Linked DNA regions of Oryzias latipes: region 2 is linked to region 1. The links are chromatin contacts, called in public Hi-C maps. All regions are on one chromosome and are shown on one strand. Each heading gives the region's core, a stretch centred on a gene start, on an enhancer-like site or on the middle of the called end of the contact. The rest is flanking DNA. Distances are from core to core; before and after follow the strand shown. Region 1 holds the start of LOC101172901 (transcription cofactor vestigial-like protein 4). Region 2 holds the start of LOC101173390 (interferon regulatory factor 4).

Region 1 (3,911 bases), core at 1,145-3,644:
CAAGACGCTGCATCAAAATTCCAGTATATTCTTTTCCCCATGTTGTGAGACCTTCTCATACCGCTACCATGGCACAGCATTTGTGTGTAATAAATACACGCATGAAATCTAAAATGGCTGTTAGGACTAGTGGGTGGCTTTGCCTGAGAGGAGGCATCAGCAACCGTCTCATGAGACACAAACGCGTGCAGAACACCATCTACAAAGAACCCAGAGTTTTCAGTTTGATTTTAAAATCATTGTCTGATTCACTTTTAAATTCATAAAACATGAATAATTTGAAAACATTTTAGAGGAGTGCCAAGAATGAACTCCAACAAAAATCCTAGATGGTCCAAAGTAAATAAATAAATAAACAAACAATGAATTAATAAATCTTTGCTTTGGGCTCACCATTAATCTCTGAAATAGACAAGTTAGATTAAATGCATATATGAATTCAAGTGATTAATAGGTACACTCAGACTGCATTTACATTTATTTTTTCCTCTGTGGTCACAAATAATTAATGTTCTAAACATGTACACAACTCTTATGAACTTTATGTTATTTATGATCATATTTATGTCACTATAAATGTTTAAGTTTCTCTAAGCAATAACTTAAATATATTGGTAAATATTATATTTATGTACTTAATTATACATTTATATAAATAACATTTCTTGCACATTTGACTATGTAAAGCTATTATTTTGACAAAACAGATGCAATGTTTACTGTTAGACAATGGGAATGGAAATTTAGAAGAGACTTCATAATATTCTCAGTTACTTCAGTGAAGTACAGCTTGAATCAGTACCAACTGGATTTTTAAAAAGCTTTTTTTTCATTAAAAAAACTATTCCTCTGTTGAATTTTGTTTAAAAAAACAAACAAGCAAAACATGTCAACTTATAGCGCAGAAAAATCAAATTATTATTAAGCTGCACCCTTTACAAATCAGTGTCTTACAGCGACATCTGCTGGTGAATCTGGGCATTGATTGTTCCAATTCCAAGCCTCTGACATGTTAACCCTTGTGCTATCATATGACCCCCTTACATTGACGTGTTATCCCTACCATGACAAAGGTGGATAAAAGTGAAGAGGATTTCATGTAATCCATGGACACCAGTGAAGATCACAAATCATTGAAGAAAAAAGGTTCAGCGCACTGTCTAGTGCACGTTGAAGTGCCCATAGCATGAGGGTTAAACCACTTTCTGCTTTTGCAGTAGAGCAAACTTTGCTCCTGCAGGAGACATATTAAGCATTTGTGTAATGGTCGACTGTTAAAAAAAGAAAAGAAAAAAGGAAAGGCGTGTGATTCTTTGATGACACCAGTTTAACTTTTTTTTTCATTGTGTGCACTTTTTTAAAATACGGAAATGTGTTACTCTTGATGGGACAGTGATGGTAAGTGGAGCAGCTAGCACTGTGGTGTGCATCCCATAACCCCCAGATCAATGTGGACAAAACAAAAGAAATGGTGACCGACTTCAGAACATCTGGCAATCACCACACTCATCTGACCATAAATGGTGCTGCTATGGAGAAGGTCGACAGCGTCAAGTTCCCGGGGGTGCACCTCACTAATGTCTTGTCCTCCTCCACCAACTCAAGCACAGAAGCCTCTCAATCCCCTCTGGAGATTAAGGAAGGCTGGAATTCCAACACCTCACCTCATCACCTTCTACAAGGGCACCATTGAGAACATCCTGACACAGAGCTTCACATCCTGGTTTGGCAGCTGCCACGTTCAGGATAAACAACGGCTCAGCATGATTGTGAAGACTGCGAGCAAGATCGTTGGTGCACCTCTCCCGATCCTGCAGGAGCTATACGAGCAGAGCAACCACCATCATTAGGGACCCCCAGCACCCCTCTCATGGACTGCTCTCCCTCACGCCATCTGGGAGGAGGTTCAGCAGTATCAGCTGCAGATCCAGCAGGATGCTAAAAAGCTTCTTCCCACAGGCTGTGAGACTGCTGAATGGACTGTCCTCCTCATCTATTCATGCTCTCACAAACTCCACTCTGCAGTAAGACCAAAAGGATTACCCCCCCCCCCCCCCAAAAAAAAAAAAAAAAACTGCTGTAAAACGCACATAAGGTCACTTTAGTCACAGTTAATGCTGGTCTCCATTCATTTTAATTATATTTTTATTTTCATTTTATTCTACTGCATCTCTGTTTTTCTTATTTTACTGCTATTTTTTTATTCTTTGATTGCTTTTATTGCTTGCTTCCTTGCACTGCCATGCTAGTAAGAAACAACATCTCGTCTCACATTTGTATTTCTCTGCAAATACTATGTGTGGAATGACAATCAAGCAAATCTTGAATCTTGACGTGAATCAGACCGTCAGAGATGGTCTCCGTAGTGCTGCGATCAGTTCCGTGGTGTCGCCGCTAGGGCTGCTCGGTTCTCTTTTGTTCGAGAGTCCGGTGATAGAAGGAAAGGACAGACGAAGAGAACTATGCTGTTGTCGTGATTTTAAAATCATCTTTTTCATCAATTAAGTATGTTTATTTATTTAAACTATGAAAATTACTTTTTTGATTCGAAAGGCCTTTTTAAAACCAGTAAAGAATTGTGACAGAGTTTTTTTCTTCAGTGTTCAGTAGTTGATTTGAGAAAGTTAGCGTCTGTGCTAATCATGTTAGTTGTTTGTGTCGTCGCCACAACTACATTTATTGATTTAGCTCTCTGCTACAATAGTTAAACAACACTTTAAGTGTGAGGAAAGTTTCTTTCTTTTTTAAAATTATGTATGCAGTGACATAAACTATAACTTCATATTTTACTGTTAACTTTTTTCCTTTTAGTTTCCCCACTAAGCTGGCGTTGTAGCGGTTAGCTTCAAGCTAGTCTGGTTTAGCTTTGTACTTCTGTTAGCTCGTGGGCGTCGTGGCATTTGCTAACGTTAATGTTACGTTGGGAGACTCAGTAAACAAATCCTAAAACCCATTCGTGTGTTTTAAACCAAACACAACATATTTATCGTTCTCAACTACATATTTTTTCGTTTGCTCCTTCTTCAGGGAACATTTATCTGCGGCGGAATAGCCTGCTAACATCAATGTTAGCCACTAGCCTGTACGTGTAAATGCTATGTACTAGAATGGACCTGTTGAACTCTCAGTTCCTGGACAAGATGAACAATAACATTGGGAGACTACACTACGAAGGTTTGTTGTCTTCTTTGTGATTGTGTGGGGGGTGACGTCGGCTTGAATGGCACACGCACTGTTGTGTTTTGTATGTTAGCATAATAGTTTCTAGTTTGTGCTAGTATTAGTTATTTATTGATTTGTTTTGGCTGAACAAGCCAAACAAACATTTTCATCTTTTACTTGAAAAGTATTGATTTGCGTTTAATAGTATTTTACATTTAACATAAAGGGTTTAAATTACAGGCAATCATATAATAACTTGGCGCTTTTTACGTTAACGTTTTTCAAAATTTCACTTGACCTATCGCAAATGTATACTTTTATACTTAAAAATACTGCAAAGTTGGTTATTTAATATACTGTTTGTATGATAAACTTTTTAGTCAGTCAGAATACTGACAATCAGGACATTATTGCTGCCTAAACAAAGGACTTTTTTAATTGACTTTTTAAAATTAATTTGAAATTGAAATGGAATATTTTACGTCACCCGGTTTGACCTGAATTCAATAAAATGTAAATTTGTTAATACATTCCCATTATATAAGAGTGATCATTATTATTATCGTTATTTTTTGGTTAGGAGAAAACATTTTTTTGTGTATCAAGCAATGTGAACTGAAAAAAGGTGAAACTGTCAATAATTAGTTTTTAAATATTAATAGTTACAGAAAAGCTGCTTGTTGCTTCCTTTTAAGGTAGTTGCTTTGAAGAAAAATTGATTTGTTGAAAGTACCTGGTAGATATATATT
Region 2 (4,145 bases), core at 236-2,735, 160 kb after region 1:
GTCATGTCTCTATCTGTGGTTTGTTTCTCTGAGGTTTTTCTGCGCATGCATTGATTGTGATTAATATGAAGCTTGCATTGTGTTTTGGTCTGATAGTGTCACGTAACTGCTAATTGCTGATATGATTCTTTTGCATTTCTGATGCACAGCATATAGAAGTGATACAAAACAGTACTAAAGGAAAAGTTGATGACAAAAAGACATAAAAAAAGCAATTGATGGGCCTCAAACCAATTACAAATGCTTTACTGCGTGAGGAAATATGAGTCACAGCCTCAAAGAGATGTCATAGATAGAGTACGGTCATATGCAAAAGATGGTCAGATAAACCAGAGCCAGTAAATAGAGACTGATTGTTTCTGCATGCTTTTAGGTTTGACAAAAGCTAACCCAGAGTTCTTGCAACTTTATTTATATAGCATCCTCTCAAACAGAAGTTGTAACAAAATTCACTTTGAAAATCAAAGTTTGTAAAATAAAAAAGGAAGCTTTATGAATTGTAATAATGCATATCCATCCATTCCATCCATTTTCTTAATCTGCTATATCCCTTTCTGGATCACAGGGTAATTTACATTTGAATGAAATTATTTTTGATTTATTTCATTTATATTCATGTCTTATTTAAGCAATAATAGATTTACAATTCTAATATTTAACATTCAAATGAAATAGACAAAAACAATCCTGACTTTTAAGAGATTGGAGATAAGACAGACAGCTATTAGATAATAATAATAATAATAATAAACGTTTAAGCTTTTCTAAAAAAACTAAAATAAAATAAAATAAACTACATTTTTTATGCAATTAATTGACTTTTTTTTTACTTTACAGCAATTATCAAGTAAAAAAATGGGAATGTGTAAAGAAAATATGCAATTAAAACAGTCAAATAAATTGTTTACACATAAAGAGTAGTTCTGATGCTGCTGTAATTTTTGCGTGTTACAAAAATCAAAAAGCAAGTCTGTGCAGTCTGTTATGTGCTTTGTTGTCATTTAAAAAAAATTATAGCCAGCAAACCTTATTCTAAAACTTAGAATATCTATCTATCTATCTATCTATCTATCTATCTATCTATCTATCTATCTATCTATCTATCTATCTATCTATCTATCTATCTATCTATCTATCTATCTATCTATCTATCTATCTATCTATCTATATATATATATAGATATCTATCTATATATATATATATATATAGATATCTATCTATCTATCTATCTATATATATATATATATATATATATATATATATATATATATATATATATATATATATATATATATATATATATATATTATGTATGTGTGTGTGGGTAAAACCATTTATTTTAATCTAACTGAAGAAAATCTCAAACACAAGTGTTGAATGCTGCTCTCTGCTGGAGGGGACAGGAGCTTACAACTTCTCCTTTTTTTTGTCTTGTTTAATTTAATGAATCATTTACTTAGATGTCTTTTTTTTTTCAAGTTCTTCCACTTTGACTTCGGGTATAATTTTCGGTCTCGCTTTCCACCGTACCTGTTGAGCACACCTGAGGCATCGGGCTGACAGTTCCCTGGCTGATAGGAGGAGCCTGTGTGTCAAACAGAAACTTCCACCCACGCAGCCTGCTGCATTCCTCTTTAAATGAATCTTTCACTTCGACTTTTTCTTTGCGTTTTCCATTCTTGTCAATAACCTGCAGGTCACTTGCGGATTTGGTTTGACCTAAAAACTCACTTTCTCTTTTATTCTAGTCTTATCACAATCCTAAAACTATTAAGACAAACACACAAAGGGTTTCCGAAGAGTGTCATTTGATAGATTGGGGTGTTTTAATGTAGATCATTTAAAAACTGCATAAACATTTATATTTTTGTAGGTTAAAATGTTCATTCAAACGCCTCCAGTCAGTTAACTGAGAAGCGATTCGTTTCTTCAGTTTAAAAGCAAACAACGGAAACTGAAAGTATCAAGTGTCTCAAAAAAAAAAAAAAAGCTTTCGCTTTCGCTTGAAGAGCGCACTTTTATCCGTGACTTCTGCATTCAAGTTTGCAGTTAGACCAGTCAATCCTAAACCTATCGATCTGGTCAGCCAAAGTACTTCATTTCGACGTGAGAACTTGCGGTAGGAGTACCGTGATCGGGGCCGCCTTTTTCGTTTGTGTTTTGATTGTATTTTCGGAGCGGCTGTGCACATGTGACATGTGAGAGTGGTTCCCGTGGAGCATGTGCTGAAGATGGATGAAGGGACAAAGCTGCACCTGAAAGAGTGGCTGGTCGCGCAGATAGAGAGCGGCAGATATGAGGGCCTGTGCTGGGAGGACGAGGCCAAAACCATGTTCAGAATCCCGTGGAAACACGCAGCCAAGAAGGACTACAAGCAGACGGAGGATGCGGCTCTGTTCAAGGTCGACGCGACTTAAGTTAAACTTTCGGGACACTCGGGACGTGGAACTCAAGTTTTAGATCTCCAAAATTGTATAATTTGAAGAGAAAAAAAAGTTACAGATGTATTTGAATCAATTGAAAGTTTACATGTCCAGTTACAGTGCATATGTGCAATTAGGTTTCCAATTTTCCTCTTTAAAAAAATATTTTTGATGATTAAATAACGTTTTTTCGTGCATAAATGTTGTTCCCTTGTAATTTACATGAATGAACAATCTCAAAACTGCAGCAATGGATGGAGTCGTGCGTTTTTTTCTGGTTTTGCGTCACTGACGCACGTGACGCACCTTTAAATTGTACTCCTTTCTGTAGAAAAAAATTATTCGTTTTTAAAGAGTCCGGCACAAAAATAGAGGATATCTACCTATGAACTGATGATTACATGAAGAATATATTTATATTTACAAATCTTGTATTTCTTTTAATAATGATGTTTGATTTTTGTAAGGGGGTGAAAGTTATTTCAGATTCAAAGATTTTTTTTTAATTAGGAGGGAAAGATTTAATATTTCTGTCTACATTTTACCACAAGTGTCTGAAGTCTGTAAATTGCATCAATACAAACCTAAAATCCAAAAAGAATGAGTTCCTGCAAACTTTTAATAATAACAATTATTAGAATAATAACTCTTAAATAAAAGCTGAGAATTACAAGCATTGTGAAATGTAGAACACAACTTTAATTCCTAAATATTTATTATTAAGTGGGTTTGAGCGTAAGTATATTAGTTTGACCACTTGTTATTTTAGTTTGCATTATAATGATATTATAGGAGAATGAATATATTTTTTTTAATTATTTCTAATATAGAATAGAATAGAATAGAATATCATTAATCCCACAAGGGGAAATTCACCCGATTTTGAAATTGAAATATTGAAAAAAATGAACACAAATGTAAACACAAATTTTTTTATGTAACCTAAGGTTTAAAAAAAACAATGTTTTTTATCTTTATTGCACGTTAAAGAAAGCTAAGTCATTTTTTTTAAAATAAAACAGTTTTGTACAGGTAAACCAAAAATATTTTCATCAAAATAACTTATTTTTTCCTGATGGGTTCAATTATATTACCCCAAGATGCGTATTTATAGAAGTTGTCCAATAGACCTAATTTTTCTAATAGATACGATTTGTATTTTAATAAGGATTCTTGTTCACATTTAGGCCTGGGCTGTGTACAAAGGCAAATACAAAGAGGGCAGGGACAGAGCGGATCCCACCATGTGGAAGACCCGCCTCCGCTGTGCTCTGAACAAGAGCACAGACTTCCAGGAGGTCCCTGAACGCAGCCAGCTGGACATATCAGAGCCCTATAAGGTCTATCGCATCCAGCACCATAATTTCCAAGTCAGCCAAGCAGGTGGTTATGGAGAAAATTATACCTTCTGAATAATTGTGCTGAGATTTTGTGTTTCTGACCCCATATATTACCTGTCCTCTTGATGTCTCTGGGTTTTATTTAACTATGTGTAATATTTTTTTTCCCTTTGCCTTGTCTGTTTGTCAGAGTTTCACGTGACAGAACATCAAGTTATCCGCAAGGTAAAGCCATTTCCCAGAAGTCCCAGCTGTCCAGGCAAACAGGTATTTTGTTACATGATTATAGAGACTGAACCTGATGTTAAACATAAGGCCATTTTGGCAATTACAGAATATTCATGACACCTAGGACATCACCCACCATACTTGGGTTTTAAA

The links. Hi-C and Micro-C count contacts between places; a contact is called where the count stands out from the background.
Region 2: a contact with region 1 is called in a Hi-C map of embryo, with 1.9 times the contacts expected there. The contact joins the promoter of LOC101173390 here to the promoter of LOC101172901 in region 1. A contact is called at or near these places in 3 of 5 Hi-C or Micro-C datasets (embryo, fibroblasts and gastrula embryo).

Annotation. Positions count from the first base shown.
Region 1 is chr7:17,706,481-17,710,391 of ASM223467v1, forward strand. LOC101172901 (transcription cofactor vestigial-like protein 4) reads left to right here and starts at 2,395. Exons shown (of 6, transcript XM_004070792.4): 1 at 2,395-2,505; 2 at 3,028-3,174. The coding sequence starts at 3,093. LOC101174347 (synapsin-2) reads right to left here and starts at 105. Exons shown (of 11, transcript XM_011477298.2): 1 at 1-105.
Region 2 is chr7:17,869,936-17,874,080 of ASM223467v1, forward strand. It overlaps LOC101173390 (interferon regulatory factor 4), which reads left to right and starts at 1,486. Exons shown (of 8, transcript XM_023956722.1): 1 at 1,486-2,403; 2 at 3,612-3,807; 3 at 3,955-3,989. The coding sequence starts at 2,233.